Linked DNA regions of Mus musculus: region 1 is linked to region 2. The links are chromatin contacts, called in public Hi-C maps. All regions are on one chromosome and are shown on one strand. Each heading gives the region's core, a stretch centred on a gene start, on an enhancer-like site or on the middle of the called end of the contact. The rest is flanking DNA. Distances are from core to core; before and after follow the strand shown.

Region 1 (4,086 bases), core at 667-3,166, 330 kb after region 2:
ATCTTTATATTCATTTTTACAGTTAAAAGTACTATGTTCTAAGTATGTTTTTGGAATGGCAAACTGTGAGATACTGACATTATTTTGACATAAAATCTTAGAAGAAAAGTTGAACTCGTGGTGCACATTTTAAAAGCAGACAGAAATTAAGAAAGTAAATATCAATTATTGGTGCCACTGGAAAATCCTATAGAGGCTTTATAGCAGTGCAGGCCCTGGATTCAAGGTTATACTCATTATTTGGGATGGGGGACAGCCTAGTATGTAACAAATATATTGACAAATATAGAGATTGACAAATAAAGAGATGCTTTGTCATGAGCTACGTTCATGCAAATGTTTGAAAATTTATACATCTTAGGAATGGTAACGTTCATTAGGATTTTTGTGTCAAAATTATACAAATATCAAGATGGACTGCTAGAATTTACAGTTCTGAAAGTTGTGGTCTAAGCCACTAGTACATGAAGTCAATTTTTTACAAACTTTGGGAAAATTAAAGTTCGGATAGCTTACTGTAACTCTCTGTGAGTCAAACTTGTACTTCCATACATGAGACCGAGGACTGTCATCATGTCTTTAAGCATGTGAGCTATTCTCATATTAAATATTTTTCTTATTGACTTAAAATTGGAAAAGCCAATTACAAATATGAGTTCACTGCTCCAATTTGCCCAATTCTGCCTTACCCTGTGTGACTATGTTTAAAATCTTACGAGATCAAAACTATGACCTAACAATAGAAATGAGAGTAAAGTGCCATCTAATGTTTTACTTTATAACTAGCTACAGCTTATCTTTACCATCAGAACCACGGAGTTGATTTAATCATGAATCAGAGCCAGGCTATAGAAAATAATGGAGAATGGGATCACGGGGATTATTAAATTAAATTGGGATTGAAATTCTTCATCATTCATACTAAATAATCAAGAAACAGTTTTAAATAAGGGTGATAGTTCTCAGCTACTTCTATTTTCCTCTTTTCTGTAGTACCATTGGCTACTAAGCAGGTCTTGATTCTGTGAGGGTCAAGGCCGATTAAAAGTATTTAATGCAACAATAACGCCACATCTCATTAAGCTAAGTGAGTGTTAGTAGTTTTCATTTTTGCAAGTTTGTGGTTGAGATTCCCATTCTGATTTTGCTTCATGAATCCTAATTTTCATTTTGGTTAAAAAAAAAAAAGTCCAGGAAAAATTATGGACAGTTACGGAATCTTTGCAGCTGTACAAAATGTCTGCCCTCACGGTGTCCCTTTCCTGTCCTGTGAAACGTAGCAATGACTCTGTGATTGAGATCCAGTGGAAACCCAGGTCCCCCTTCAGCTCTCCCTGGACACTGTTTGTACTGGTTTTCTTGCTTAGGAGCCTTCTCCAGCTTAATCTTTCCTGTACAGTAGACGCCTCCCATCCAGTATGCTGTGCACCCAGCCATTAGTGCTCACTGACAGTTAGCCTCATCTTTCATTGAGAGGCTTATGGATCATACCCATACCAGTCCGCTCTTGTGTTTTCTAATTTTATATCCTTAGCTGTAAAGGAAGTGGTGCTATACGAATAGATGGGAGGATAAATATAGGGGCTCATGCAGATGTCTCTGGCATTCTGAAAATCTGCAATGTCGTAAATAACAAGCCACTGAATTTGCCTCAGCTTCTCTCACATCTAGCTCCTGCAGTGAGCCCACCTCCAAATGGAAGGCTTCTCTCAGTTACTAAGCTCAAGGTGGATGCCCAGTTTATTCTGTGTTCTCCCTTTGACCAACTATATTTCCTGGAGGAAAAGCATTGTTTAAAAGAAAATAAAGGTTAAAGGAGAGATAATAAAGCATGCAGCCATGAGATTAAGCCAATAAAATTATCAGGACAGACTGTGTCACCTAACCTGAAGTTAGAAGAGTCTCCAAATTTAGACATTTTCAGCACTCATATGCACATATAGAAACTCATATGCAAATTTAACTTCTTTGTGATAGTAAGTGGAAGAAAGGCAATTCCTTTTAAGGTTTTGTTTTTTTGTTTTTGTTTTTTCAAAATAAAGTTACATTTTTTTATATTTCTTATTTTTTATTAGATATTTTGTTTATTTACATTTCAATGCTATCCCCCTTTCTAGTTTCCCCTCTGAAAATCCCCTATCCCCTCCCCCTGCTCCCCAACCCACCCACTCCCACTTCCTGGCCCTGGCATTTCCCTATACTGGGCATAGAACCTTCATAGGACCAAGGGCTTCTCTCATTGATGACCTACTAGGCCATCCTCTAAGTGTCCATTTAAGTCTACCACAGTGGACTATGCATGAAAGACACACTTTTTTGCTGACTGTGAAGTTTGATCGTCTTGATCCATTAGTCATTCATCAGAATGTTATTCAAAACGTCTTAGGCAAATAGGAATCCCTCAGCCAGCACTCTGCCTTGGAAACACTCAAGGCACCTCTTGTCCTGGAAAGGGTTACAGATGTAAGCTAACGTGGCATTCATTGGTTAATAGGGGGATGCAAAGGGTTAAATTTTTAAATCTTTGCAAAGGGGTGGGGGGAGTCTCTAGAAGATAAAAACAAAAAACCAACCAACCAACCAAACAAACAAACAAACAAACAAACAAAACCCTAAACTAAAACCCGAGGCTAAGCTGCCAGTGATTTGGTGGTATTTATGGATTATACTCCATGTTGAAAAGAGAAAAATCAGATGTAAGATGACGCTGCAGGGGGCGTCTGGACTTTTCACTAAGTCTGAAGTCTGTTTAGTCGATGCTTATTAAGGCTTGGCTTTGACCTTTGCCCCCTTCACTCCTCTTTGTTCCAGGTGCAACATTTGTGCAAGTGCTTGAACATTATGGGTCACTCTGAGCAAACTTCCAGTCCTGAATGAGCAAAATATGCTGAATGTTAAAAAATACACAGTCGTTATGGGAACATTTTCCAAAGCTCTATAAACTTAGACACACTTCCTTTGTAGTTTATAAGCAGTGAGTATGGCCGTTCTTTAAGGTATAACTGAATCTAAAACACATTACTACAACCTGAATCTAAAACACATTACTACAGTATAATTGTAATATGTTTGTGAGGATATCTAAAATAGCTATTTCTACCCAAACCACATCTCTTGGTAGGAAGTATAGATATTTTTGTTTAGGTATTTCTTTGAAACATATACATGCTCTAAACATACTTTTACATTGCCTACTCTTAAAAGATTAATTTTATTTTATAACATGGAACTAAAGGATATATATATATATATATATATATATATATATATATATATATATATATCCCAAACAATAGCATTTTGGAAAACTTTTAGCTATGAGAGTTTTATAAATTATAGTTATGTGCTTATGTCATATTTGATAAGTGTCGATAATTTAAGAGAAACAGACAGATTTACGCGTCTAAAATCTAATGATTAATTGCCTGGATGAAACATGAGATGGCTCCAAACTCAAACATAAAACAAAGAAAGTTAGGTAGGTATTAAAAACTATATTTAAAAGATTTAGAATGTATTTTATTTTTTTGAAAAAAACAGTCTTTACTTAGCAGGCAGCATTCTACATGATCTAAGTTCACTTACTTTAAATGTATTTTTGAAGTTTAAACAAAATTAAATCTCTAATTTTTGACTAAAAACGACTTTAAAATTTCATTGGTGTAGTCATATACAAATCTTCCTTATGGCTAGAAAAATATAGAGCAGACTTCATTTTAATTTTAAACTATTTCAAACTACACAGGAAATTCATGGCAAAATAATATTTAGATTTATGTTCCTACTTCAAAGATTTACAAATTTTAGTATGTTGTTTTATTTATTCCAAACAATTAAGGGGGGAAACACACAGATTTTCCTCTGACTGCAGAATAGAGTCCTGTCCTCTAGTTGGTTGCACATCTTTCATATCTGCATTATCATAGTTTAGTCCATTATATGTCAGAAGCTGTTAAAAAATGAGACATCACATGTAAAATTCCTAGTTAGCCCACTTAAAATTCATCTTAAAATCAAAGAGGGGGGAATGATTGCGATGCATTCTTCCTTTATGTATAGAATTTGGTAACTATTGTGGTAAGATAT
Region 2 (3,920 bases), core at 879-3,378:
AACATAAAATTATTTTTGTTGCTACTTCATAATTGTAACTGTGCTACTGTTATGGAATGTAATATAAACATCTGTGTCTTCTGATGGTCTTCTGATGGCGACTCCTGTGAAAGGGTCATTCAACATTTCCAGGGGTCACAGGCTACCAGTTGAGAGTGACTGTTCTAGAGGAAGATGATGGATACTTGTCCCTTCCTTCTATTTACTTTAACCTTGGACCAATTTCCCCCAGACATTTAAATTCGTCATGAGTCCCACAGCAGAGTTTTATAGGAATTACTTTGTTAATAACATATAATTAAAATAACATAATTCCATCCTTCTTTTGGTCATTTATTCTGGCTAAAAGTTAACTTTGGAAATGAAAGACCAAAGCAAAAATGCGGTGGGAGTAGAGATAGGACTCAGGAGAAGTATGACAAACAATTAAGCACGTTATTACCGATGACACGTTCACGGTGGAGAGGATTATAAAGTGTGGTCTTTCTTATAAAGAGAGGTCCCTGGGGAGTCGGGAAAGAGATGACTTACAAGGCTGTGTGGTTAGCAAGGTCAAGAAGAAGGGGAGCACAGGAAGGAAATAAAAATGCTGCCTTCTCCACATTGTGCTTGACTTAAAAATGAAACGTTGCCGCCATCCATCTGTGACACTTCTTAGTTGTGTCATTCATGAAATAAAACCATGTTTATCATAAATAATAGACTTGGTGGTATAAATACAACCCGGATTATGCCATGAATTACGTGTTGAAACTGGTAATATGCTAGTTCATAGTGTGTAAGAACACTGACAGGCATTTGATTAGAAAAAAAAAAAGAAAGTACTATAAAAGATTATTAAGCATCGAGGTAGGTGTTATTCACTATCAGACCAGGAAATTCGATTTCAGCATGTCTCTTTACGGCAGAGTGTTCCATTTGTTTCACGGCTGCTTTGTGTATGAGTGCTGAGTTTCTCTCCCACAGGGGAAATGCATTTTCTTGAAGAAAATGTAAACTCCAGTATTGTGAATTCTAAAGCAGTAAAATGTGAGCAAAATCTTATGCAGAGAAATTAGGTAAAAAAATATTTCAATCCAACAATTATTTGTACAGTTGTGAGATGTGAAAGGATTTTTTAACCATGTGGAAATCATTAATAAATCAACATCATACTCTACAGACGTCTAACAGACTGAAACCAGCTATAAAGTCCAAGTGTTTAGAAATCTGTATTCATTTTAGCATATGCTAAAGGAGAAATCTGGCTTTCATACACAAAACTATGTCTGTTTATTGATATGAAAGCAACCAATGGCCTATGGAATGAATCTAAAAGCAAGCTTTCTGTGTAATGTCTTCCATTTTGTGCATTTGTATTAGCAGATAAGAAAATGCACTCCATATTTCTGGGTAGAGCAAACTCCATAACATCATCCCTGTGGCGTAACGAAGCATTTAGCTTTTAGCTCTGAGATTTAAGTACTTATAGATGTAGGCACTTGGCTACATGATATTGCTGTCTAAAATTCACTGTATGTGGCAGATTATGAATACTTTTCAAGGGTTTCTTAAATTCTTAATACTCTACCAATATTCAAAGTGATTATTTATTGGAGCTTATGCTTATACAAACAAGGCATGGCAAAGTGGTGTGCTTCACTTAGTCTCACAATAATAAGTCAACTCATATTAGACTCACAACTGAGGTAATACACTCAGTGAGCATGGCTTTACACAAGGACATGTAGTGGAGAGCCTAAGGTAAAGTAAAAATAATAAAGAATTCTTATCGATGTTTATGTTGGTATATAGTCTTCTGTCATCACTGACTTGGTGATTATTATTTCTATAATAAATTCAGTTGCTTTTTGGACAACACCATTGGCAAATACAGATTCTGTGATGTTTCCACTTTCTAATATCTTCTTAGAAGTTGAAAACTTTCCCCTTCTCTAGTAATTTTTAGCTTCTTTTTTCCATTTGCTTGTTATTACCATTTGGCTTTTTGTTTTTACTTTTTTTTTTTTTTTTTAACGTTTTAACTGAAAGAGATGCCAAGCAAAGATGTCTTTTCAGGACAGAGAGGTGGAGTGCCAGTGAGCCTTTCCAGCAACCCTGCCTGGTGGTTGCCTGCCAGCTGCTGGAGGAAGAGAAGGTCAGACCTTTTCTGGCACTGCACAGTCATGTGACTCATCCCCCTGAAGACATTTAGCAGTGTTGTGGGGAGTTTGTTTCAACATATAGACTATTGGATCTGAAAGTGCCCGAGAACTCAAAAATGAAGTAATGTCACTAAGAAAGCCAACTGAGTATTTTCTGGACAGTAGAATGAATTTGATATAGGTTTATATAGGCAGCAATGAATGAATGATTCGGTTGTGTGGACCCTAAGCTAGTACTTTGTTTATTTTTTCTTAGTTCTCATCTGCTGTTTAGTTATGTCTTAGAAACAACATATCTCAGGTCATAAACCAAATCTTTGAAGGCTGTTGCTTTGAAGAGAAGTATCATAGGAGACCAGCAAGGGGGAAAGGTCACAAGACATCTGAGGAAGCCACAGGGAGGGGCCAAGCAGCATCTTCTATGCATGTGTTTTGATGGACCTTTGAACGTGTTGCTTAATCTTCCATGTCTTATTTTTTTCCCCATTCATAAAAATGACAATAATTATACTTGCCACCTGTCTACCTCATGGGAGCAAGGGAGGACTAATGAAATGTCTGTTAAGGGCTTTGAACTTTCCAGTATAAAGCTTTTATGACCCTATAAAGTACAATGTAGCATCCCGAGCTTGTATTTTTCCTGGCACTGGCCTTAGTCTCTCAAGTCCTTTGTAACCTATTGGCTACTACTCCTCCCAGGACAGCCTCCCTTTTGGTCTTTGATGGAGCTGAATTGGGAAGTGCCAGGCTGCTGCTGTTTTTCTCTCCAGTCTTAGGAGACTTTTTTCCATCTTGGAGAGAATATCTGAAAATCGTGTTCCTGTTGCTTGCTTTGCTGTGCATTTTAGATTGCTTTGCAGGCATGGAAGCGTGGGTCAACAAGAATCAATATGGGAAGCTTCAGAGCCAACATTCCCAGATGACACATTAATAGCAGGAATATATTGTTTCACAGCCCACTTGGAATCCTACAAAATGTCTCCAACTATTGTAAAAGAGACGCTGGCCCTGCCAAGTTGCAATTTTGTAACTTCTAAATGTTTTTTAAGTGTTTATACTGTATCACCGTCTCTGTCAGTTTTAACTTCTTAATTTTCCTTGAAAGTGAAGCCAAAAATTATTTCTTCTCTGTTGAAATCAAAGCCTGAGTCTCCAATGTAGCTACCCTTTTCCCGTTTGATGGAGGGGCTTTTAAATGTCCTTGATCTGGGTTCTCTGACACTGCAAGTTAAGGAAACTGTAAGGATCCAGAGATGAGTCAATGCTGAGCTTATGGGCAGATCACAGTAGGGGGTTACTCCAATTTACTGCTGAAGTGATAAAACAGTTCAAAGAAACCTTAAGAATTCTTGTGGTTCCTCCATCTCCAGCCTTTGATTTTTTTCTCTCTTTCAGTTAAAGGGCTCTAAATTTGGAGGAGAAATAATTGAAGCAGAAAAAATGTAACCTTTTCTCTCCCCAGAACTGTCTTGGTTGGTAGGAATAATCAATTAAGTAATCCCATAAGGCAATTGAGTGTTTTTTGATATATCAAGTCAACATTGGTGCATTCAAAAGAAGTGTGGGATTTAGTTTGCGTCCTTTACGAGGTTTTATTATTGTTTGTCAGGATGGAATAGTCCAACATACCCATCATTACTCACAAGAAACTACTCACACTACTGCTTTAGGGCAGTAAGAAAGCCCCCTGACCCCCCCCCCCCACACACACACACCGACTTCCTTTTTTGGGGTCACTAACCACTAAGTTCTCCCCCTTGTCCTTGATTCTTGTTC

The links. Hi-C and Micro-C count contacts between places; a contact is called where the count stands out from the background.
Region 1: a Hi-C map of the 63-12 cell line shows a contact between it and region 2, with 2.0 times the contacts expected there. The contact joins two enhancer-like sites. A contact is called at or near these places in 2 of 15 datasets of contacts at CTCF or cohesin (large pre-B cells and pro-B cells), 10 of 484 Hi-C or Micro-C datasets (the 63-12 cell line, cerebellar granule neurons, cerebellum and 4 more) and 16 of 115 datasets of contacts at active chromatin or transcription factors (the 230-238 cell line, the SCID.adh cell line, VIP interneurons and 11 more).

The regions. Positions count from the first base shown.
Region 1 is chr1:137,904,310-137,908,395 of GRCm38.p6, forward strand. Gm4258 (a long non-coding RNA gene) reads left to right here. Exons shown (of 3, transcript XR_003948014.1): 2 at 1-4,086. Among named protein-coding and RNA genes, the nearest start is that of Gm4258, 7.9 kb to the left of the region's middle. Within about 2 kb of position 1,917, at least 21 of the 459 cell types and tissues checked have an H3K27ac peak or open chromatin away from gene starts, as enhancers often do. A contact at or near this core is called in the 63-12 cell line, where this site is marked.
Region 2 is chr1:137,569,248-137,573,167 of GRCm38.p6, forward strand. No RefSeq gene overlaps it. Among named protein-coding and RNA genes, the nearest start is that of Gm34306, 200 kb to the right of the region's middle. Within about 2 kb of position 2,129, at least 10 of the 459 cell types and tissues checked have an H3K27ac peak or open chromatin away from gene starts, as enhancers often do. A contact at or near this core is called in the 63-12 cell line, where this site is marked.